Linked DNA regions of Mus musculus: all the other regions are linked to region 1. The links are chromatin contacts, called in public Hi-C, Micro-C and capture Hi-C maps. All regions are on one chromosome and are shown on one strand. Each heading gives the region's core, a stretch centred on a gene start, on an enhancer-like site or on the middle of the called end of the contact. The rest is flanking DNA. Distances are from core to core; before and after follow the strand shown.

Region 1 (2,824 bases), core at 101-2,600:
GTGGAGCCCACAGGAGCCCCTTCCAGACGCCTTCTCTGGAAACCTCCCGATGGTTTAGAATATAGTCAGAGGGACAGGGAGACCTTGACCAGAGCTTGCCCTCCACTCTCCTCTGGGCTACCTTTCCCAGGAAAATGGCTCCCTTATGTATGTCCTGACTGGCACTGCCACCACCTGACCAGGAACAAAAGCAAGGAATGAATTAAGCAATGGAGCCATTTAACCCATCTTCCTGGTTTGTCTGGAACCAGTTTGGAGAACCATATTGCTCTTTCAGCTGAGTACGAATAGACAGCACCTCAGCCCAGCCCAGGCTGCAGGAAGCAACAGCCGGCTTTGAGTAGGACCCCATCTCCTATTTCCCCACCAGCCTTACAGAGATCTGCACCCAGAATCCGTGGTTGGCCTCAGGAAAGATACTCAAGAAAGGACAAAAAAAAAAAAAAAAAAAAAGAAAACTGTTCCATCCAGCCCCTGCAGAGGTCTCTCCTAAATCGAATAATAATTACAACTTGACAACTGAAACCCTCAGAGTAAGACCAAGGGTCTGTGGTACATCAGAGGCACTGGGTGAAAGTTCAAGACAGATTATGGTGAATAAGAGCCCGCCTCCGGTGTGTTACTTTAGCCACCAAAAAGTGCTAGTCCAAGGGCCACAGGAGTCCAAAGTACATCCTATTTGCTCACACCCTTAAAAAGGATGGACAGGCAATCCAGGCCAAGCAGGACCAGTGTTAATAATTCTCAACTACCCCAGAAGGCGCAACAAAGCGCACCTCACATTTCTACCCGCTATAACGTGAATTCATTCTGAGGATGCGACTGTCCCCACTGGGGCAGGTCTCTACGACCTTCCTCACCCATTTCATAGTTGTGAAACCGAAGGCTCAGAAAAGCTCAACATAGCAGAAGGCGAGTCCCTGCGGGTCCTTGGGCCGGGAGTCCCATACTCAGGCTCTGAAGCCACCCGGTGATTGGGGGTGGGGGTCGGCATCTGTGGACGCTAAGCTCTGCCCTACGTACTGCGGGGACCAATGAGGTCACCAAGGCCTTGCGCACAGCGGAGAGCCAGCAGGCGGCAGCCGGGAGCTGGACGTCTTGCTTGAGGCCTCTGCCAGTTCTGCACCATGAGTGCGTGGGTCAGAAGCCCGATCCCGGAGTCCGACCAGTGGCGATTGCATGCTGAGATCTGGACCCTCGCCTGCTTTCCCACCAGACCCCCCCGACACCTACAGAGACCGCTTTCTGGCTTACCTGGCTGCCGCTACATTGTACCGGACCGGCTGGCTACACTGTAGTTCGCCGCCGCTGATACACTGTACCGGCTCCTCCGCCCGCTGCTGCCGCCTCCGGCCAGGAGGTTCATGACACCGATTGCCCTGCTGGCTCGCTGGAGCACCTCCAAGTCTCCTGCTTCTGGTCCATAGAGTCCATTACCTTTGCCCTGAGTCTTTTCTCCTGAGTTCCCCCACCCCCACGCCTTAGTAATTGCATTCAAGGGAATGGTTCCACAGTGGTAACCCCTCAATGTCCCCACATCCCCAACACTGACATTCAGCTGTCCCCAGGACACCACCATCGAGACATTTAAGGTGCGTCTCAAGCTCCAAAGGTCCTATCTGAGAAAACAACAATAACACCACACACACACATCACACCACATACACACACACTACACACCACACACTCATACACACGACACACACACGACATACCACATACACACCACACACTCACTATACACACTACACACATACTATACACACCATACACATACACACACACCTCATACACACATGACACACTACATACACACTACACACACCACACACACTACACACACCACACATACACATCACACAACATAACACTACACACACCACACGCACATCAAACCACATACACACACAGAGACATACACACACCACACACCTAACACACCTCTGTCTGATAGTGAATAAATCATTCCCACCTGAGGCCAACCTTCAGTGCGTTCCTGATCACATTCCTTTGTCTGATCTAACTTCCACCGGACTCAGGACCAGCCCTTCTTCCCCACCCCACGGTGACACCACAGCCATGACAGCCTCAGCACCCTCAGACTCCCTCTGCACCTCAAGCCCAGCAGTTGGAGGATCCCAGGGAAGAAGTCTGCCTCAGACTTCACCTCCCAGCTCTCTCACCAGACTTCACCCTCCTTACCCCTAACAGGCCAGGTCCACACTTAGGCCTCTCTGGCTCAGCCTTTAGGATACAGTCTTTCCTAACCACAGCCAAATGTCTCTCCTAATACTTCCTCCTCATCTGTGAGCAGAGATATCGGAGAGGCACTCGTTACTGTCTGATGACTCTCCTCTGACATTTCTACTGACTCTTTGTTCCTCATCCCAAAGGCTAAGAGCTAAAGGCAAGTGTTTTGGATTATTACTTCTGTGCTAGAAGGCCTATACCAGTGCTTGTGATATGAGCCAATATCTGTACTAGCACTGGGCCCTCACCTTCACAGAGAGTCAAGGATGGAGCCACGTCTGCCTGTCTTCATTACTATGAGTCTTGACAGTTTCTCCGTTGATGCAACAGCACTTTTTCTTTTCTTTTCTTTTCTTTTTTTTTTTCTTTTCTTTCTTTTTTTTTTTTTTTTTGGTTTTTCGAGACAGGGTATCCCTGTGTAGCCCAGGCTGTCCTGGAACTCTGTAGACCAGGCTGGCTTCGAACTCAGAAATCCACCTGCCTCTGCCTCCCGAGTGCTGTGATTAAAGGCGTGCGCCACCACGCCCAGCATGCAACAGCACTTTTATTGAGTACAACTATATGCCATGCTCAG
Region 2 (2,824 bases), core at 141-2,640, 230 kb after region 1:
CCTCAGATGAGGGGCCCCTAAGCTTCAAGGTCAGACCTCAGAAATCCAGTCCCAGCACCTGGATTTCAAACTGCCTCCCCAAGACCCATGGGTGCCTCAACCTCTTTCTCAAATGAGAGGAGGGTCTGTGCTTTCTACCTCCAATCCTTCTCAACTGTCCTCGGCTACTGCGCCTCTGGCTTCCACCAGATTCCGGCAGTGAGCCTGGGGTAGGTCCTCCTAGGGCTCTGTTTTTCATACAGGCCTCCATTCTGGAACCAGAAAGACAAAGCATCCAATTCCTAATGCCTTCCTTGTTTTAAACCTGCAACAGTTCTATTTCTGACAATGGGGGGGGGGGGGGTGTCACAGTGTCGGAAGGCTCTGTACGTTTCCTTCTGTGTGGCCATACCAAGCTACTATAAAAGGTAGAAACAGGCCAAACGTCTGCCTCGGGGAAAAGTGGAATTCGCAGCAGTTTCTGGTGTCTGCCAAATGCTGGGTGTGAAAAGAAACACTTTTGTCCCACTCACGGTCCTTTCTACCTTGAGACGCCCTCCCATCTTTGTGGCCAGGCTGAGGGACACCAAGCCCTCTCCGCTCAGGAGTCAGTCACACAGCAGCCTGGCCAATCACCCGAGGAGAATTCTGCTCCAAGCTGTAACATGTTGAAGGGATCACTGTGGGACCAGAGAGCACCCTACTAACCCTCTTTGGGGAACACTTTATGGATCGCTCAAGTTTCGTCTCAATTTCTTTTTTCCTTCTGAAACAGGGTCTCCAGATATACAAGATGCCCTTGAAATCCCTGTTATAGCCTAGCCTAGAGCCAAGGGCAGTGCTCTCGCTCACCTTCCCTGCACCGAGAACCCTGTAATATTTACCTCCCGGGTCATCATCCTTAGAAAGAGGTCCCATCCCTGCTGCCTTGCCGCGGCCGGTCTCCTCTGGATCTCCCTACCTTCAGACGAAGACGACGGCCTTGAGTGCTTGGATGTCGCGAACAACAGGCTTTCGGCAGGCTGCGACTCCTTGTCAGACTGCTTGGCCTCCTTCTCCATTACTTTCTCCTTAGACTTTGTAACTAAAGTGGTAGTGCTCTTCTCCTCCTCTGAAACACACGGACGGACAAGCCGTTAGACCTACAGCCCGCGGACGCCCGCACGGAGGGCGGGCCTCGCCGCCAGGCGGCGCCCTTTACCTTTCTTCTCTCTGGGTTTGCTTTTCGACTGGCCCATAGGTGACCCCGCCGCTCCAGCCGGGCGGCCTCGGGGCCGGTTAACCCGACCGACTCACAAAACCCACACTAGGCTCCGGGAGCTCATTACCATGGCAACCGCGTGCCGCGCGAGCCGTGCCTGAGCCCCGCCCAGGCCCCGCCCAAGCCCCGCCCCGGAGCTATCTTCTCGCGACAGCCGGCCGCGCGACCGGAAGCGGTGGCGACCCCGGAAGCCCTCGCGGAGACAGCGGGTCCGTAACATCGCGTCCCCTGCGCCGCCCCGAGGGCTGTGCTAGCCCGACCGGCCATGGACGGTAAGGGGCTGTCATCCACTTCGGGGTCGGAGCGGGAGTCTGCGGACGTCTCGCCTCAGCCCCATAACCCAGCCGGACCCGCCCCGGGCTTCAGCCCCAGACTCTATCCCCCCGGGCCTGGGACCCATAGTCTATACCCTGTATTCGGACCGGGACCCGCCCCCAGCTCACTGGGCTCGAGACCTCCGACTAGGACCTGCCCTGGGGCCTGCAGCCCGTGTAGCCACCAGGACCCGACCCGGTGCCTGAACCCTGACATCCTAGCTGAAACCCTCTCCTGGGCCTCGATCGCACAACCCAGCAGAAGCCAGCTCCCGATTCTTGATTCCAGACCCCCAGCCAGCTCTTACCCCTGGGTCTTGTTTCTTTACCAGATCTCCCCAGGCCTGCACCCCACGCCCGGGATCCAAACCCTGAATCTTGTCCAAATGATCCTACACCCGACCCCCGATCCAGGCCACTTCCACTAGCCACTCTCCCTGTTTGTTTTGTTTCTGTTTGGGGACAACGGAGTGTGGTCAGAAGGCACCAGAAAAGTACCCAGAGAAATAGTAATTAAGATACAAAGGAGTTCAAGTGCCAAACAGTAGGATTTTGGGTTCCCTCCTAGTAGGAGGGCCCGGTTAACCTTAGGTTAACAGGTTGGAAGGGAACCACCCGTAGCAGTATGAGTCACGAGTCACTTCGACCTGCCGTGGCTCCAACCTCTAGACTCCCAAGGAACTCATAATAGGTTTTATGGGCTAGTATCATAGAGTTTTTGTTTGTATGAGACTGCTTCTCTATGTAGCCTTGGCTGGCCTAGAACTTACTGTATACACCAAGCTGCCCTTGAACTCAGAGATCTGCCTACTTCTGCCTCCCCACTGCTGGGATTAAAGGTCTGTGCCACCGCCTAGGGCTGTAATGGAGGTTTTGTTTTGTTTTTAAACTGCTTTCTGAAATGTAGAAAGCTAAAGTACTGTGTCATTGTTGTAGAAGACGTAAGAATCCTAGACTGAGCCAGGCGTGGTAGCGTACGCCTTTAATCCAGCCTGGTCTACAAAGTGAGTTCCAGGATAGCCAGGGCTATACAGAGAAACCCTGTCTCGAAAAACAAAACAAAAACAAACAAGCAAAAAAGAATCCTAGACTGTCCCTTGGGAAGAAGATGGACCCTTGTCTGACATTACAGTTCACTCTGCAGCTCACAACAGGGTTCTCCCGATTTTCAGAGTCCAGTCCCTCTAGAGTCTACATGAAAGTACGGGCTAAAATGGGGGCGATTTGGCCAGTGTCCTAAAACTAGTGAAATGGCTGGACCATACCTAGG
Region 3 (2,824 bases), core at 152-2,651, 210 kb after region 1:
GAGAGGTTGGAGGAAGAACATCAATATCGTTAGTTCAAGGCTCATCCCAATCCAGAATAATTTACAAGTTACAAATAGAAGAAAAGAACACTTTTGCAGGTGAACATTAGCTTCGACGTTAGTGTAACATAATTTTTTGCAATGCTAGAGACTGAACCTGGGGACCTTACACAAAGCAAGCAATTGTTCTACCTCAGGGTCACACCCCTGCCCCCAAGGCCTCTTCCTTTTTCTGTTAATCCCCTTGTTCTGCCGCAGGCGGGATCCAGGCTTGTCTTGAAACAAGGCAAGCATGGAATCTTTATGATTTGTCAGAAGTTAAACTATGTCACTGTGAGTTGAAGCAACCTCGAAAGCCAACCAAGGTTCCCCTTTGGATTGGTGAGCTCACAACAAAAGACCTCTATGTTCAGTGATAGCCAGCAGGGCACCTGGGGACTGTGGCCTGCTTAGTTACACGATCTGAAGTCCTTTGACTGTGAGAAATTCAAGAAGACAGATACCTCCCCTATGCCAGGTTCTATTTGATCAAACTTGGCCTAGGCTTGGTGAGCTGGAGAGATCGAGGGTGCAGGCTGCCCAGAAGTGGATGAAGCAAAAGCTACTGCTTACACGAAGCTTAGGGTTTAAGATTAAGGAGAAGGTGCCTTCGGTCCTGAGTGAGTTGCCTAAGACCACAGCAAGTTGAGGTTAACAGTTTCCCTGAGGTCACCCAGACCAATTCTTGGATTTCAGGATCCCGGTCAGTTTTGAAGGTCTGTAGGTCACACACTTAAGGAACACCTTGTCCTGGAGGGTGAATACATTCATCCTGCCTCAAATACTCCCTAACCGACTTTCTCAGGGACTAAGAAATGAAGTGCCAGAGACCAGGAAACAAAGCCTGCAGAGGCAGTCCGAAGGACCTCCCGTTCTATTATTTATAATTATTTTGTTTGCATGCATGTGCATCAAAAACACCAGATGCAGGGGCCAGAAGTGGATGTTGGGAACTGGAGTTAAAGACAAAAAAATGAGCTGCCACGCAGGTGCTCATACCCACTGGGCAGTCCACCACCCCACCCGTTTTAAATTGTACTTAAATACGTGTGTTTGACCTCCTTTGGTCCATGATCTGCCAAGACAGGCCCCGCCTAGCCGGTATTTGGCTATTCTGTGGGTTGGCTTGAGGAGCCAAAGTCCAGCCTGGTTCAGACCGGTTCCGCTAGGCACATCTTGGCGACCAGTGATCATACACCCACTGTGTACTCCCACTCAGACTAGCTGAAAGACTAACTAGTGAATCTGAGAGAACTTCAAAAGGTGAGCTGCAGGGGAGGGCCACGCCCAGCTTCGCCCAGGCCACGCCTACACCTCCACCCTCCTACTTAGCCGAAAGGGCGGCACCCGACTCCAGCCTCGCCCACCAACGTCACGACCAAGGCCAAGGGGCGGGCTTGACTTTCTGCGGAAGAGCGAGGAGAGACCCAGGCCCAAGCGGAGCTCTCTGGAATAGCTGGCGACTAGCAGGTAGCACCGCCGCCCACGGGGACCGTCAGTGGGAGAGGGGCTCTGGCTGCAAGAGGTTCAGCTAGTGGGAGCGGAGCTGTTGATACGAGGACGCTCAGCAAGCGGGGCTGAAGGTGTCCTGGGGAGGGGAGGCTACAAATACTGTGGTCACTGAGCTGTCAGCGTCCACGTCTCAGGGACCATAGATTCCGAGAGTTGGCTAAGCTGCCAAGGTCCCTATTTCCAGGTTGGAGGGAGCCCTGGGCTTGCTGGGTGCGGGGTTGAGAGTCGCACACACAGCTGAGATGACATGGTCTCTAGTTTGACACCTCATCCCGGACCTGATCAGGATGGGCAGCAGCTCACTGTCCGAGGACTATCGCCAGTGCCTGGAGCGCGAGCTGCGGCGCGGCCGCGCGGGCGTTTGCGGCGACCCCTCGCTGCGCGCGGTGCTCTGGCAGATTCTGGTGGAAGACTTTGACCTGCACGGGGCGCTACAGGACGATGCGCTAGCCCTGTTCACTGATGGCCTGTGGGGGCGGGCTGACCTGGCACCGGCCCTCCAAGATCTGGCCCGCGCCTTTGAGCTCCTAGAGCTGGCCGCTGTGCACCTGTACCTGCTGCCCTGGAGAAAGGAGTTCACCACTATCAAGGTATGGCATCAGTGGTGCTCCTTCACTCCCGTCCTTGTCCAGGCTGTTTGAGGGCTGCAGATCCTCTTCAGGGGAGGGTTCTGCGTTGAGGGCTCGTGGGCGTGTTGGGATGCATGCCTACCAGTCATTCACCTAGAACTTATATGGCTGTCCTCAAAGTAGTCTCACTGCCCTAGTTGCCATGGAAATTCTAGGGTAGACGTGGGTGGGTGAGGGAGGTACTTGATGTCCTATGGTCATCCTAACTCCTCTAAGATGTGGACTGGTCCCCATCTGTAAAAGGAGGCTGCTAAGACTGGGAAGAGAACAGCAGATCAGAACAGCAGGGATCTTATTCCTGCCTGGGTCCAGGTTAGGCGGCCAGGTCCAGGGCTGGCCTAGTCCTTAGGTCAGATGGCAGACCACTTAGAGGGGGTAGGGCCGCTCTGAGCTAATTTTGAGTGGGAAGGCAATGACGTCAGAATGCACGTGGGCGAGGTAAACCTCCACCGGTTGTCATGGTAACGTCTCCCCCTCCACACCCCACCAGCCTGCTGCTCCACGGGAATACCTGAGATCTCAGGACTTTCATTCAGTTCTGTCAAGCTAGAAGCCCACCCATCCGCCCCAGAGGACAGAGGCAGCCAGGCGTGGCCTTCACACTGAATAGTTCAGAAATAGTGTTGGGGTGGAGCTGGCAAGGA
Region 4 (2,824 bases), core at 141-2,640, 150 kb after region 1:
TACTTCAGTTGGCCATGTCGTACACTTGAAACAAAACATAATTGGTCTCTGTTGGAAGGATATCGTGCAAATGTATAAAGTTCTGTTTTTAAAAAAACAAACACCACAAGCCATCTGTCTTAGTTAGGGTTTTACTGCTGTGAAGAGACACCATGACCAAGGCAAGTCTGAGAAAGACAAACATTTAATGGGGGCTGGCTTACAGTTTTAGAGGTTCAGTCCATTATCATCATGGTGGGAAGCATGGCAGCATCCAGGCAGACGAGGTGCTGGAGGAGCCAAGAGGCAGCCAGAAAGGGACTTGATCCAAAGGCAGCCAGAAAGGGACTGACTCATCTGCACTGGGTGGAACTGGAGTATAGGACATCAGAGTCCACCCCCAGAGTGACACACTTCCTCTGACAAGGCCACACCTCCTAACAGTGCCACTTCCCATGGGCCAGGCATATTCAAACTACCACACCATCCTTATGTTGCTGTCTTTTGAAACAGTCTCATGTAGCCCACACTTGAGCTTATCATGTAGCTAAGGTTAGCCTAGAACTGCCGATTCTCCTGCTCCATCTCCCAAGCGCAGAGTACAGGTATCCACACTACACCTGCTTTTACTTGTTTTGAGACAGGTCTTACTGTGCAGCTCAGGCTAACCTCCCTACATCTGTCTCTTCTTAAGTGCTAAGATTACAGGCATGGACCACCATGTCTGATCTCAACTCCATTTAGTGCCTGTATCTCTAGTCCTCTCAGGTACCGTGGCTGCTTTTAGTATCTTAATATATGAATTGGTTAACTTCTTTCTGTTTGCTGAGTCAAAGATTCTGCTCTGCTGAAGGGTTAGCAGAATGTGGTATGAAAACATTAGTTGGCTGACTTTCACAGAGTCATAGCCATTGGCTGTGGACCCAGTTTTGTAAATGATTATTAGTTTGGTCCGAGGCTTGCTTGCTTTCCTTCTCTTCTCTTCTCTTCTCTTCTCTTCTCTTCTCTTCTCTTCTCTTCTCTTCTCTTTTCTTTTTAGGTTTCTTTTATTTCAAGCTGGGCCCCGTGGTACATCCAGTACTTGAAAGGTAGAAGCAGGAAGTAGAGGCAGGCTCATGTCTGTGAGTTTGAGGAGAGCTTGGTCTTCATAATAAGTTCCAGGTCTGCCAGGGCTACATAGTGAGATTTTCTCATCAAAACAAACAACCAATAAAAAAAAAAAAAAAAACCCAAAAGTTTTATTTCATCTAGTTTTTTGTTTTTGTTTTTGTTTTTTCTTCTTGTGGTACTGGAAATAGAACCCAAGCCCTGTGTGCACCAGGCAAGGGCTCTACCACTGAGCTACACTCCTGCTCCTCTGCAAGTGTCCTTCGCTGACAGTGTTTGTCATAGTGACGTAGAAGTGTTGATAGGAACCAGGGCTGTCTGGGTTTGCAGTGACATTGGCCACAGCCACCTGGCAGGGTGGACCTACCCAGGCGTCTCACTGAGTAACACGTGGCTTTGGGTGCCGCTGGAAATAACACACAGAGAGAGGTCAGCACAGATAGTCTCGTGGAACTGAGGCTGCCTCAGTCCTACCTTCTGAGACTGGCAAAATTCAAACGGGAGGCTGTGCTCCAGAGAAAAAGACCGTCCCAAACAGACAGTCCAGAACCATCATGAGAGAGACAGTCTAGAGATGGTCGCACAGGCTGCTGCATGTCACCTGAAGATTTTAATGATTTTTAACTAATAAGTGGCTAGGGATGTAGCCCTGTGGTAGACCGTTTGCCTAGTGGATTCATTCCCAGCACCAGAAAAAAGGACTAAAACACGAAATGATACAGTGTGCACTGTCGGGGTGGCTCTGGAACCGAAACACTGTCATAGCTGATGGTGACATTGCTTCCTTTTTATCTAGAGCAGATAAGATTCCCTCCTCGATCTACGATGCCTACCGGAAAGCCTGTGCCTCTGCTGAGAAGCAGCAGCCTGAAAGTAAGGCTCTTGGTCACCTTCAGTTCCTGTACTTTCCATTCCTGTGACATGCTGGTCACCTGCATCCGTCTTCAGTGGACTGATTTTTCTCACCCAGGTTCGGCAGACTTGTGATTTTGCCTGCCCATGGTACCTGGGGACCAAACAATGAGCTCATGGGCTTATTGTCTTGGAGGGCTTGACAGTTAGCCACGCCCCTACCTTCTAGGAAGCATGGTGTACAACCTGCTCTGTATTTGATGTCTCCATGAACAGTTTAGGGCCACAGCATACTGCAGTCAAGCACGGTTATTCTCTAACTGGACAGTTTGCTTGTAGTATGTTAGAGGGTTTTTTATTTTATATATGTGTATGTGTTATTGCCTATTGTATGTCTGCATCGTGTGTATGCCCGGGGTCTGCAGAGGCCAGGAGAGGGGGTTGGATCTCTAGTACAGACAGACGGTGATGATCCACCACGTGGAATCAAACCCAGCAGCCTGGGTTGGGGATATCTGTACCTATGAGAACAGTGATAGAGCTGCTTGGCCCTGGGAAGCCGTGACCCGTGAGCTGACGTCCCTGCCAAGTGGGGCTGGCATGTCCAACCATTCCTCAGTGCCGTGTGGCTCTGTCAGCAGTGAGGGGGCATCTAGAGAAGGAGCCAGTGTTCAGGTTTGGTCTTTGCAGCTTAAACTATTTATTAAACAGGGTCTTCTGTATCCTTGGCTGGCCTTGAACTTCTGAGCCTTCTGCCTCCACCTGTCAAGCGCTGGGATTACAGGCATGTGCTCATCCCCAGTTTCATGTGTAGGACTGGCATGGAGCCCAGGGCTTTGTGCACGCTGAGCAAGCATTCCGTGTGTGTGTGTGTGTGTGTGTGTGT

Evidence for each region. Hi-C and Micro-C count contacts between places; a contact is called where the count stands out from the background. Capture Hi-C pulls out chosen DNA fragments and counts their contacts.
Region 2: a Micro-C map of embryonic stem cells shows a contact between it and region 1, with 3 times the contacts expected there. The contact joins the promoter of Chmp1a here to the promoter of Def8 in region 1. A contact is called at or near these places in 1 of 39 promoter capture datasets (erythroid cells), 1 of 484 Hi-C or Micro-C datasets (embryonic stem cells) and 3 of 115 datasets of contacts at active chromatin or transcription factors (bone marrow-derived macrophages, embryonic stem cells and memory CD8 T cells).
Region 3: a contact with region 1 is called in a capture Hi-C map of embryonic stem cells, with 2.6 times the contacts expected there. The contact joins the promoter of Spata2l here to the promoter of Def8 in region 1. A contact is called at or near these places in 1 of 484 Hi-C or Micro-C datasets (nephron progenitors), 6 of 115 datasets of contacts at active chromatin or transcription factors (bone marrow-derived macrophages, embryonic stem cells and pancreatic cancer cells) and 3 of 9 other capture datasets (adipose tissue, embryonic stem cells and pancreatic islet).
Region 4: a contact with region 1 is called in a Hi-C map of liver, with 2.0 times the contacts expected there. The contact joins the enhancer-like site here to the promoter of Def8 in region 1. A contact is called at or near these places in 3 of 39 promoter capture datasets (the C10 cell line, cranial neural crest and maxillary cranial neural crest), 1 of 484 Hi-C or Micro-C datasets (liver), 3 of 115 datasets of contacts at active chromatin or transcription factors (effector CD8 T cells and embryonic stem cells) and 4 of 9 other capture datasets (adipose tissue, embryonic stem cells, liver and 1 more).

What each region holds. Positions count from the first base shown.
Region 1 is chr8:123,441,482-123,444,305 of GRCm38.p6, reverse strand. Def8 (differentially expressed in FDCP 8) reads right to left here and starts at 1,350. Exons shown (of 12, transcript NM_054046.5): 1 at 1,255-1,350.
Region 2 is chr8:123,211,354-123,214,177 of GRCm38.p6, reverse strand. Chmp1a (charged multivesicular body protein 1A) reads left to right here and starts at 1,390. Exons shown (of 7, transcript NM_145606.3): 1 at 1,390-1,512. The coding sequence starts at 1,506. Spata33 (spermatogenesis associated 33) reads right to left here and starts at 1,320. Exons shown (of 3, transcript NM_177279.4): 1 at 1,181-1,320; 2 at 941-1,090. The coding sequence starts at 1,217.
Region 3 is chr8:123,234,835-123,237,658 of GRCm38.p6, reverse strand. Spata2l (spermatogenesis associated 2-like) reads left to right here and starts at 1,401. Exons shown (of 3, transcript NM_030176.3): 1 at 1,401-1,509; 2 at 1,810-2,141. The coding sequence starts at 1,839. It overlaps 4933417D19Rik (RIKEN cDNA 4933417D19 gene), which reads right to left and starts at 2,568. Exons shown (of 3, transcript NR_045849.1): 1 at 2,106-2,568.
Region 4 is chr8:123,290,532-123,293,355 of GRCm38.p6, reverse strand. It overlaps Fanca (Fanconi anemia, complementation group A), which reads left to right. Exons shown (of 43, transcript NM_016925.3): 21 at 1,883-1,959. Among named protein-coding and RNA genes, the nearest start is that of Fanca, 27 kb to the left of the region's middle. Within about 2 kb of position 1,390, at least 7 of the 459 cell types and tissues checked have an H3K27ac peak or open chromatin away from gene starts, as enhancers often do. A contact at or near this core is called in liver, where this site is marked.